Linked DNA regions of Mus musculus: region 1 is linked to region 2. Evidence: chromatin contacts called from public HiChIP or PLAC-seq data. All regions are on one chromosome and are shown on one strand. Each heading gives the region's core, a stretch centred on a gene start, on an enhancer-like site or on the middle of the called end of the contact. The rest is flanking DNA. Distances are from core to core; before and after follow the strand shown. Region 1 overlaps Kitl (kit ligand). Region 2 overlaps Poc1b (POC1 centriolar protein B).

Region 1 (6,124 bases), core at 2,810-5,309, 860 kb before region 2:
GTTGGGGAGGGATATGAAGGTCAGGATCTTTAGTCGCATCAGAAGCAGTGACGTTTAAGTATCCGGGCTACAGCAAGGAATGCTTAACACATCCACCTTAGTGGCCCGGCTTCCAGTCCTCCTGCATGCTTCAGGAAAATCCTTTTTTTTGTCTTTGGATAGTTTTGGTTTTCCTGTTAGTTCTGTCTAAAATCCTAACTAGATCAGCTATCATAGTTTTTTGTTTGTTTGTTTGTTTGTTTTCAAGGATATCTGGGTGAGTTCTAAAACAAAACAAAACAAAACAAAGAACAAAAACAAAACAAAACAAAAAACAACAACAAAACAAACAACAAAAAAAAGCAGCAACAACAAACACAGGAAACCAAGGAGATAAGTCAATTGTGATTTTAAAATTAAGATGACTTCAGAAAACTTGCCTCTTATTAGTTCAACACCCAAATGATAGCCACTGTTTCCTTTCAAATAGAACAGGTCAATTTTTTCTATGTGCACATGGTACCATGGATCCAATCCAGTTCCTTATGTATGCTAGTCAATAGCTCTACTAACCCCAGCCTAAGACATTTTTTAAAATCTACTTTACAATGACATGATTTGAATATGGTTTGTTCCTACAAAATTAATGCTGGACTCTTTTTTTTTTTTTTTTGCATTTATTTGAAACTCCCTGCCCCCTGCAGCATGTGTGTGTATGGTGTGTGTGTGTGTGTGTGTGTGTGTGTAAATCAGAAGATGGCTGTGGGAGTCAATTCTCCCTCATACCTGTGGGTTCCAGGGTTCAATTTAAGTAAGCATTGTTGCTTATCAAAGTAACTCAACAGTCAGTCACACTGAAATTTAATCTCCATTATGAAACACGGTGGGAAAATGTGAGAGCTTTTAGAGGTAGCTAGGATTCTGTCCTTAAGAACATGGACTGTATTCTAAATATAATGCATAGATTAAAGGGTTCTCTTAAGAGTATGTCTGCCCTATAAGCCAGCCAGACTAGGTCTTTGCTTTCTGTCTCTCCTTGTGGTACATTGCCCCTTCTTAGGACTATTCCAGATAGACACACTAGATGCAGTTTTTGGCTTGGACCAGAAGTGTGAGTCAAATTAAAACTCTTCATTACTTTCCAAGAGTGAGATATTGTGCTATTAGCAACTGAGACAACATATATGTATCTGTGTGTGTATATATGTGTGTGTATATATATATATATATATATATATATATATGCTTATACATGTTATTATATATTACTGTATATATCTTATGAGTATATATAAATATATCTTATGATTAGATATATATAGCTATATATATCTTGTGAAAAAATATATATGATGATGATTCCAGCTAAATTATAGTAATTGAGCTTCTAAATGCAATAGCTTCCCAATCACCATAAGATAAGTTGGTTCAGGAAATAAAATTCATTAGATTAGCCTGGTAATTCATAAACAGCAGCTGGTTCATTTTCCTCAGGCTGCTGGCAATGCGTCATCGATCATGAACATCAATCTACCTCAGAAAACGTTTTGAGAAAGACAAATCATGATTCAGCAGATATTTAAAGATGAAACAGAACAGCTAGGAAGAATTCAAAATTCACATTTGACTAAATGCCCTCCCCCCAAGTGAAGGGACGAGAGTACCACAAATGAGAAGAATCACAGGGAGAGCAGGCAGGAAGAATCCACTTGAACCAGTTTAATATTTGGATTCCTTCTTAAACGAGCACTGAGACACTTTCAACACCACACTGCAACTATCCATAGACGTTTTTAAGTTTGGCTCATCCTTATCCCAGTTACTTGACTCTTTCCTTAGGTAGGTCTGACTCTGCCATTGAAAACAAGTCTTGCAACATTTTTTTTTTCAAAAACAAAGCAAAATGTTCTGTAAATAGATGAACTATTATGCTAAGTAAACATGCCAGAAGAATTTCAAATAAAAGCCATGGGGACCATAGGGGCAGTACAAAATGTCCAAGAAGAAATTAAAAAAAAAAAAAAGTAAAGTGATAAATCATATGCTTCTTTGGCATGAGTATCACCCAAGCAAACATAGAGTCTGTGGCACAGGGCAAGCTGCCACCTACTGTAAAGACAGAGCTGGTAGAGAGCACAGAGCAATGATCTCCACTGGAAAAACCAACTGTGAGCACATAGCAAGGCAAAACAAAAAATCATAAAGAAGAAGAAAGAGGAGGAGGAGGAGGAGGAGGAAGAGGAGGAGGAGGAGGAAAAGGAAAAGAAGAGGAGGAGAAGAGGAAGAAGAAGGAGGAGGAGGAGGAATAGGAGGAGGAGGAAGAAAAGAAGAGGAGGAGGAGGAGGAGGAAAAGAAGAGGAGGAGAGGAAGGGTTACACCTATAAAACCAAGTCCTCTTCTTCCATACAAATCCCTATTCCCTTTTGTCTGACAAGATTGATTTATTCTAGGCAGTCCAACCTAATGAGACATCATTGTGGAGTAAAATGATATAAAGCTGAGAAGGACTGTGAAATTCTCTAATCACATAGATTTTCCTGGGGCCCCTGACTTCTCTGAGAAGTGAGGAAAGCTATACGTGGCTCCTTCGGACAAAAAATGGACAAAAAGCATGGGAGAGTACAATGTAGAGTCTGAAGTGTTAAGGACCCTCATCACATCCATGTTTCTCATTTCTGCATTCAGTAGTTTGCCTATGGACTGATGAACAGGTAGGTATTCGATGGTACTCAAACCACCCCATGGCCCCAGCTTCCACCAAGGTATTCAGTCCTACCATCCTTTAAATGAAACTCTGCAATGATCTGCTACCTCAGGAGTCACTCCTGTTGAAGGAATGAAGCTAATGGATTAGCATAGGAAATGCTTAACTTCTTTATAACCGGGAGAAACAGAGGCCAGCCCTGCAGTTTCTGGGCAAACCACCATCGACTTGCACCGTCCAGGAAAACATGAAGCTTCCTGAACCCACAGCCACAAGCTGCACCTCAGCACTTCTGCACTGGGAACCACACAGCTCCCCGAGAGATTGCTGGGGCTGGGCTCCTTCTAGCCTACAAATTTGGGTTAAAGCAGTGGCTTTTGAGCATTCTTTCAGAAGCTCAAATCTACGTCAAGCCAAGTTCAATCTGGAAGCATGGATGTATAAACAAAAGTCGAAAGGCTTGGTGGCTCTAGGAACCACTGACAGCTACTGTCCCTGAAGGCACGAAGAGGCAAAGGGCCCTGGGGGTCCCCTTCAGCTCCCTTACACTTTAGTTTCCTTTTATGTTTATAGATAGGTCATCTCCACATTCCCTTGACACCCAGTACACTACCACCACCATAAATGGCAAATGGCACTTGTCCAGAGACTCCTCTATTTCAACTCTCATAATCATTTGCTAAGATTACGCATAATAAATTTATTGTAAATGGCAAGAAAACTGGGACAGAGAGAATTTATGTGATAATAACTGGCTTAAAAAAAAACTTGTTTAATATATATCACAAAGTGGATACTGAGATTTAGAAAGGTAACTACTTACCTAATGTAAAAGAGTGAGGATGTAAACACAGACATACCCAAATTCATAATGTTAGCCAGGGTATACATGAGCACAAATTGGATCCTATGCTATGCTGTGAAAAAATTTAAAGAGTAAGTGCATTTATTTATTTATTTATTCATTCATTTATTGTGTGTGTCTGCACACACACACATGTGCACACAGCCATATGCCAGAGTGCTTATGTGGAGGTCTGAAGACGACTTATAAATGTCAGTTTTCTCCTCCCTTATCGGGGAGCCAGGGGTAGAACCTGAGTTGGTTGGCTTGGCTTGTCAGCAAGATCCTCCAGCTGCAGAGCCCTCTTGCTGGCCCTACTGCTTATGGTACTGGTACAGTGGGGCACTCACACTGTAGGCTAGAGGACTGACTCACCAAACTCGATCAATAATTTTCTGTTCTCAGAGGTTGGGTTATACTTTTTTGTTTCCTCCTCTATAAAATACAGGCTGCAGATGGCATCAGTCTTTATTCAGGAACAAGGGATCTTCAGAGCCTGCTATTCCTAACTTGACTTACTTTCAAATGTCTTAATATAAAATAGGCAAGAAAACATACTGAGCTTGCTAGAGGAACTCCTGGATGATTTTCCCCTGAGTCAAGTGCTGGAAGGCAGTTTTTTTTTTTTTTCCTTTTTATTGCACAGTGACTAACATTTGCACTCAGAGTAAGAAATTATATTTTACTGTCACCATTACCAAACTCTCCCTTTCCATATGTTTCTTCTTTCTCATCTTAATGATTTTGGAGTCGGTTGTTTTTTTTTAAAATGTATATCTGTATAGGTCTTTATTAAGTTACAAGTGATTATTAAAAGGTCATAATCAGCAGCAAAAGGCAAGCATAGAGAATCTTAGGAGCTGCTTGTAATACCCACCTGTGCTGCCTGAAAATACCACTTTCACATTTACAGGAAGTGGTACTTCGTAAGTCATGTTCCTTCCGCCACTTTGCAATAACACCTACCAGAAACATCTCTTCAGCGTTGCATTCATCTTCAGATGTTCAGCCTGGTGTCAGATACACCCTCATCTTCCAACAAATGGACCCCCTATGTTTACAATGTATTTTATTTTACGTGTAGGAGTCCTTTGTCTGCATGCATATCCTGTTCATCATGTGTGTGCTTAGTGCCAAGGGGGTCAGAAGTTGGGTATCGGATCCCTTAGGACTGGAGTTACAGTACTCAGGTCTTCTAAAAAATCAGCCAGTGCTCCTGACCTCTGAGCATCTCTCCAAGGCACGACCACCTATTTGAAATTTGCAGCTCCCCTGGTCTGCTCTCAGCATCCACCAGTATACTGGCAGCTCCAGACGATCACTTTCCAGTGACCTACTTTAAGCATACTTCAGAGCTTTGTATTAATAGACATGCTTAAAATCTGCATAATGTAGAATCACTTGGAGGTAGCAATGGGACCAAATTATAGGGAAGATAATGACCTCTGACCTCCTCCCTCCTTCCCCCCTGGTATTAGCTATTGAACCTAGAGCTTCACACATGCAAGTGCTTTTGCACGGAGCTATATCTTGAACACTTTGTCTCTAAACTTTTGACAGAATAGACCATCTAAAGCAAACTGTTCTGAAACCTCTTTCCAGAGCTTCATGAAAAATGTAGATGCCTGGACACTTTCCCAGGCTTATTGAATCAGTTCCTTGGATCAGGGCCCAGTGTTTCATAAGCACCACAGGCAATGGTGATGTGTATCCAAGTGCAGTCTGTCCTTTCTCCATTCACCCAACAACACTGGACGATGGGTGTGATGGTTAGCTTTAATTGTCAATTTGAGACAACCTCGAAATACCTAACAAGGGAGCCTACCTGAGGGATTGCCTACATTAGGTTAGGTTGGCTTGTGAGCATATCTTTGGGGGGTTATATTGATTGCTGTAATTGGTATGAAAACACCTAACCACTGTGGGCGGGACCATTCCCTGCGCCTGACATGCAGATTATATTAGAATGGAGAAAGTGAGCTGAACGCCAGCATCCATGTATTAATTCATTGCTCTCTGCTGACCGAGGGTATGATGTCACCAGGTGTTTCAAATTCCTGCCCCTTTGATTTCTCCTTGATGATAGAACTTGGAATTGAACTTAAGCCAAGTAAACCCTTCTCTTAAGTTGTTTTTCTTATTCACAATGGGAAAGAAAATTGGGACAATGAGCCTGGTATGGTGGGTATATACCTGTAATCCCTGCATGGATTAAAAAGATCAGAGATTTGATGAGGTCAAGCTGGTCTGCACATGAAAGTCCTATTTCAAGCAACAAAACAAAACAAATCATACATACACACACAAGAAAACAACAAATCTCTCAAATACTTGAATATTTTGCTGGTGATACATGTAACTCAAACATAAAGTGCTTACTTGACAAACACAGTTCCTTAGGACCCCATCCCCACCCCCACATACACACAAGGGTGGGTAAACAAATGAACAGCTTCTACTGCTATACACAGAACTTAGAATAAAACACATATCATCTTTTAAAACATTATTTCTTGGGTCACAAATTAACAAGAAACTTGAAGAAAAGGCTCATGATCTATGCTTCCAAAACTACTTCCTCCTCATCACGACCCCCC
Region 2 (6,230 bases), core at 2,671-5,170:
GCAAACAAGATAAATGTCAAGATAAGGAAGTGACTGTCCTTCCTTCCTTCTTTGAAGGTAACAGTCATCATTTAAAAGCTTTCGCTTTCATATTCCATAGAACAATTCATCATTATATAAAGATAATCATGATGCTGATATTTTCTTAAATGTCTATTATGTACCAAGTAACTTGTCAGATAGTTATTACAGTTATACATGCTAAAGTTGTTGATGTGTGCATTATATTATCTTTGATTATACTTCCTCTATCAGCCCCCAAGTCTACTTGACTTTGCCTCTCTCCTCTCTCTGTAATATAGTTAGACATCCTGCAGCTTAGGTGATGGCTTGGAACACATTTGCTTTACTTGTGACTTGCCTAGACAGACTTCTTTTCTTCTGCAGGCATGCTCTGCCTTGCCTTCAATCCCTTAATATATAAAAGGAAATGAACTCCTTAAGGTTAACCATAACACACCCAAAGGGGAATTTAGTGAGACAGAAAGTGGTCCATTAACTGTGAACCAGGTAGAAAGGTGGGGGGAGGGGGAGGGGTAGAGGGGGAGGGGCAGAGGGGGAGGAGGAGGGGGAGGGGAGGACTCAGTTGGAGAGTCCTAAAGAGGACTTGACTGAGTAGTAACAGGAAGGAAGTCCTGTCAACTAAAATTGAATCTGGCATCTGAGAGGTTAACAGTTTCTAAAGGGAAGGATGTCTGGTAAACACAGGTGGGTCACCTGTAGCACACAATGTTAAAGTGAAAACACGTGAATTTAGTATGATTTTTAGTGAACAAATAAGACTGCAAAGTCTCACACGGGTCTTTCACACTGTATGACAGAACTCCACAACCATAGGCACGTAACTTCCAGGGCCCTGAGGTGACATCTTCTCTAGTTTTTACAAAGAAAGGTTTTACTCCAGAGAAAGGAAATGGAGCCTGTGGAAGTGAGACCTGGGCACTGCCTAAGCTCCAGCACTCCAGTGACAGGGGCAGAGCTAGAGCTGCGACCAGAGGTGATGTCCACGCAGGAGCCTCTGAGATTGAACTAGTCACTCTGGGCAAGAGGCTGGCCCTGCTCTTTCTCCCGTGCTCACCTCTTGCTCTGTGTAACTCGTGGCCAGTGTGTGCACTTAACAATGCTGCACACAGCAAAGCATAAGTGTGCAGAAGGAAGAGGGCCACAAAGGCAGAGGGAGCACTACTGCTGTCTCCGCTCCAACACAAGACTTCCCTTATATACATTAGGTCCATACCTCCCAAGACCTGGGAGGTTTTTAGTACAGTATTTCATGTCTATTATTATTCTTTGTTTTGGTAAAATGCTCCTAAGAGACTGGCTAAGATTTTAATAGGAAGACAAGCCTCCTTCTCCTGTAGAAGAAACTCTGGAGAGAGCTCTACATTACACACTGAGCTGGCAGAGTGTTTTCAGTGAAGACTATAAACTTTGGCAATATTTTGTACTATACAGGAGTTTTTACTTACAGTACATTTTTCTTATGCTATTAAATATTTCTTTATATGTGACCTAATATAAATATACCACATCACAAATTCACAGGATAGAACGTTACTGCTTAGGACCAACTGGCATTTATAGCACAGAATACTACCACTGATGTCTGCACAGATGATACAAATGCCAGAGAGAACAAAGTGCATGTGTACATATGTACACACACACACACACACACACACACACACACACACACACACAGAGGCACACATATACTGTTCTATATAAATTCTCTCAGACCAGGTTAGCCCTAAGTGCCTTGCTAGTGACTGACTGAGTTTGCCTTGCCAGGATAACGCCCCTGCTCTGTTAGTCTCACATCCTGCATCCCGGGAGGGCTCTGCCTATCTTACTCAGGGTGGCGCCAGGCCAGCCCACCTGGGTTAGGATGTTGAGTTGTTCCATAATGTGCTCCAGTGCGTCAGCCACCGCCAGCGGGACGCTCCTCAGGCTTTCGGAGGGCACATCACTTACATCTTCTGGTCTCTTTTTCACAGTTGTGGATGAACATTCTGGCATTAACAAAGGGTTCAAGAAATACCTACAGATGTCTTCACCCTTGCCTGGCACAGCTCGATAGGTGGAATCCGTCATCTTTAATGTCATGGAAAAGACAGAAACAAAGTTTCCAAACTTAAACAGTATATATACACATATGCATATATAAATATATATCTAACAGTTCCAGATTTATCTTTTTATGAATCATTTTATCTTCTTTATATAACAGAGTACATAAATTATAATAAAGAAACAAAGCTAGCAAGGTAGAGAAAAATTTACAAATATAAATTGTTTCAACAAAAGATGTGGGGGAAACTAGATACACTTGTGAGAATAAACTTGTGCTCTGACTTCATGTCATATACAATATTAATTCAAAAAAGGTCAGAGGGCTGGTGAGATGGCTCGGCAGGTAAGAGCACTTGACTGCTCTTCTGAAGGTCTCGAGTTCAAATCCCAGCAACCACATGGTAGCTCACAACCACCTGTAATAAGATCTGACACCCTATTTTGGTGTGTCTGAAGACAGCTACAGTGCACTTATTTATAATAATAAATAAATCTTTGGGCCAGAGTGAACAGGGACTGAGTGAGTGGGGTCTACTGGAGAGAGCGGGGTCTACCAGAGCGAGAGGGGTTGACCAGAGTGAGCAGAGGTCCTAAATTCAATTCCCAACAGCCAGACGAAGACTCACAACTATTTGTACAGCTACAGTGTATACCCATATACATGAAATAAATAAATATTAAAAAAAAAAACCCCAAAAAACTAAAAAAGGTCAGAGACTTAAAGAGAAGAGCTAAGACTATAAAACGTTTAGAAAGAATCAGGATTTTCCTGATCTGGACCTGGGACTGTCCCACCTGTTGACACAACATGACAATTGTATTCACTGCTGTCCAGGATACATGTGGCCTGGGTGAGATATTCCTGAACTATACAAAATGTACTTATGCATAACATCAAGATCAAGATGACAAGGTAAAAAATAAATTGGATGTAATAATTTGTATAATAAAAATGATACCACCAAGATAGCGAAAACAAATGGAAGAAACTATTTTTGAATCAAATACTTGATAAGGGCCTTGTACAACGACACAAAGATTTGCAATTTAAGGATTACAGATACATAATGTAATTAAACAGCTAATGATACACAAATGGCCAATAATCTCACAAGCATATCTTGAACATTATCAGCAATAGCAAATCCAAACTGCAAGGACATTGACTTCACCTGCACTAAGATGGCAGAAAAGAACAACGCAGGGTAACACGTGTCAGCGGGATGCTGAGAACGGGGAGCCCTCACACTGCTGGTGAGCGACAAATGTAGATGCCAGGAGACATTAAATATGAAATCACTATATGACTTAGCAAACCCAGTTGTCGATCTAAACCCAAGAGAGTGAACACTTATCCACGCAAGCTGTGTGAAAATGTTCAGGGCGGCGGTGATCATGATGTTCAAGAAGTTAGGAAGAATCCATGACACGGAAGAAACACAAAACAGCAAATCTGCACTAGGATTATTTGTTCACAAAAAATGGGAAACATTATAATGAGTTTTACAACCCAGTTGAACATTCTAAGCACTGAACTAGACACCAAAGGCTAAATATTAGCCAATACTATTTCTATAAAAAAAAAATCAAAATGAGAAAATATGGTAATGTACTAAACCCAGGGGCTGAGTACAAAGAACAATAAGGAGACACTGGGAATGCAGCTGGGGGTGGGGTGGGGTGGAACGCTGTTTTCAAAGTCCTTTGGGAGTGACAAAATGTTCTTTAGGGGCTCAAGAGATGGCTCAGCAGTTAAGAGCACTCACTGGCTGCTAGAGTTCAATTCCTAGCAACCACATGGTGGTTCACAACCACCTTTAGTCCTGTCCCTGGGGATCCAGCGCCCTCTTCTGGCCTCTCAAGACACTGTATGCACATTTAAAAAATTAGTCATAGTAAGCACAACTTTGTGTAATAAGTACCAGTGAAGTACACACGTCAAATGAGTCAATTTTATATTACATAAAATTTCTCATTAAAGTTATTATGAAAATAGGACACAAATAAATACATGCCTCAGAGGGTTGTTTGTTTTTCCAGTCTTAAATTCCTGGTGATGGCTAGAGGTCTGGGGGTTCCTGGCAGAGGTTTGTTTCTCGGGGTAGCTCTGCTGACAAAGCAACATGTGGAGCTTGCTCCACGCTTTCTCCATATTTGCTGATTTTATCCTCTCAATGATTCTGCAGGTACTCTGCTGGCTTCCATGGCCGCCTTTGGTGTGCTAGCGAGGCTCAATCCTTTCGGCGCTCCAAACTGTACTCTCAGTTTTCAAACAAGACAGACACTGAACAAAATCCAGCCTGTCCAAGGACACACATGCCACATATAGCGAAGAACCAATGTTAAGTCTAAAAGATGCAGAAGCCCTCCACACACAGAGCTGTGGGACGAGGCCACTGCTTTTCCTGACGTTCTACCATTTTTTAGGACGGTGGAACTTTCGATTTCCCCTCATATATAGAGATAATAATTCAGTATTTGTCAAAACTATTGAAAATAACCCGAGAATCCACTATTATAATCAGCTAGAGTGAAGCCGGGGCCTATTCACACTAAGCTTTGTCCTCAGCTCCAGGGCGTGACTCTCTTTCTTCCTTGATTTTTTTATTTTTATTTTCTGTACACTAGTGTTTTGCCTGCAAGTGTGAGGAAATTGGATCCCCTGGGACAGGAGTTACATGACAGACAATTGTAATGTATTATGTGGGTGCTGGGAATTGAACCTGGGTCCTTTGGTAGAGCAGCCAGCCCCGGGTCACTACTCTTAAGCGAATTTTGATTATAGGTCTAAAATACCTCTTTGCAACCCCACTGGGCTCAGCAGACCTAGCTGCCCAGAGTCTGTTTACTGAGGCAGTGTTTCTATATATTCACGTTCACCCTCCCCTGAAAAAACTCCTGCTCAAAGACGGCCTCTCTTGTTCAATGCTTCTCTACGACTTTCTCTGCTCTCCTAGCAAGGCCAAGTCCTTTTCAGACTGAGCTTTCTGCCTGACTGTCCTGTACTTAGACACATCTCTGACACTGCCCCCCCCCACCCAAAAGCCAGGCCTCCTGCTCACCAGCATGGCGTCTTCTTTTCCTCCAGTATTGTAAACACCAGCATGTATGGCGACTAGCTGCCTATTACCTTTCTTCTCCAGGAGGTCTCTCCTCATGGCTCTATCTTCTAACACTAGCAGGTCTTGACTTCTGATGGTGTTAATTATCATACCAAGTTTTCAGTGCTATCATCACGAGTTGAAAGCAAGCTCTCTATAACCAAGATTCCCTCCCCCCATTTGTTTTTAGAAAACGGGAGTCATAAGTAACACATTGAAGTGTTTCCGCAGCCACAAATAATCACGATAACAACAAGCCCAGCCCTTCGTGGTAACAGGTCCCAACCTAGTCGGTAGAGCAGCTCAATCAATGAACTTGCGCAATGCAGTCACACTGGTCATTAAGAAGAAAACAGGGGGGTAAAAGATTAGGAACATCGGAAGTCAAAGCAATAAAGGAACTCCAATAAAGTTTAATAGTACTTTTCTTGTTTGGAGACAAAAAACAGATTACCATCACAGAACATATGGGCATGATAAGAAAAGGAGGCAGGCAGGCAGGAAGAAAAACAACCAGTCCTTACCCAAAGCATCAGCCAACTGATGTCTTTCTATCAAAGGAATTAGAACCTACGTAGTGACTGATTCATTTCTACCAACCAATCCTACCTTTGCCTCCTGTCTGTAGAGAAGAAAAGTGAGATGCACACATTATTAAAAATTAAAAAGAAATTTCATTATCATAAAATTGTAATGCAACAATGTATAGATTTTGTGCTGATGACGTGAGTCTATAGTAGTCAGTGTCGGGAGTGAAGGCCTCGGGGCTCGACACCAGACCGAGCATTGCCAGCGCCACGCATGCAGGTGGTGTGGTGCTCATGCTCAAGTGCTCTCTACCGGGCTGGGGAGCTACAGACACGGCTGGTGCTAAGTGAGCAGAAAACACAGGAGGCAGAGGACTTGAGAGCTGGTAGGTTCAAAACGGAAGACAGCACACGGCATCTCGGGTACTGCTGACACCCCAGCAGCAGAGCACAGGGACACATTTAATTTTTAAATATTCTATGTGTATGTGTGGGTTTATGTGTGTTATGTATGCAGAAGCCAGCGGAG

What was found. HiChIP or PLAC-seq counts read pairs in DNA pulled down with a chosen protein or histone mark.
Region 1: an HNF4G HiChIP or PLAC-seq map of pancreatic cancer cells shows a contact between it and region 2. The contact joins two enhancer-like sites. A contact is called at or near these places in 3 of 115 datasets of contacts at active chromatin or transcription factors (cardiomyocytes, microglia and pancreatic cancer cells).

The regions. Positions count from the first base shown.
Region 1 is chr10:100,053,241-100,059,364 of GRCm38.p6, reverse strand. All of the region lies in intron 2 of Kitl (kit ligand), which reads right to left. Among named protein-coding and RNA genes, the nearest start is that of Kitl, 40 kb to the right of the region's middle. Within about 2 kb of position 4,059, at least 43 of the 459 cell types and tissues checked have an H3K27ac peak or open chromatin away from gene starts, as enhancers often do. A contact at or near this core is called in pancreatic cancer cells, where this site is marked.
Region 2 is chr10:99,188,646-99,194,875 of GRCm38.p6, reverse strand. It overlaps Poc1b (POC1 centriolar protein B), which reads right to left. Exons shown (of 12, transcript NM_027740.7): 11 at 1,879-2,094. Among named protein-coding and RNA genes, the nearest start is that of Gm34574, 40 kb to the left of the region's middle. Within about 2 kb of position 3,920, at least 9 of the 459 cell types and tissues checked have an H3K27ac peak or open chromatin away from gene starts, as enhancers often do. A contact at or near this core is called in pancreatic cancer cells, where this site is marked.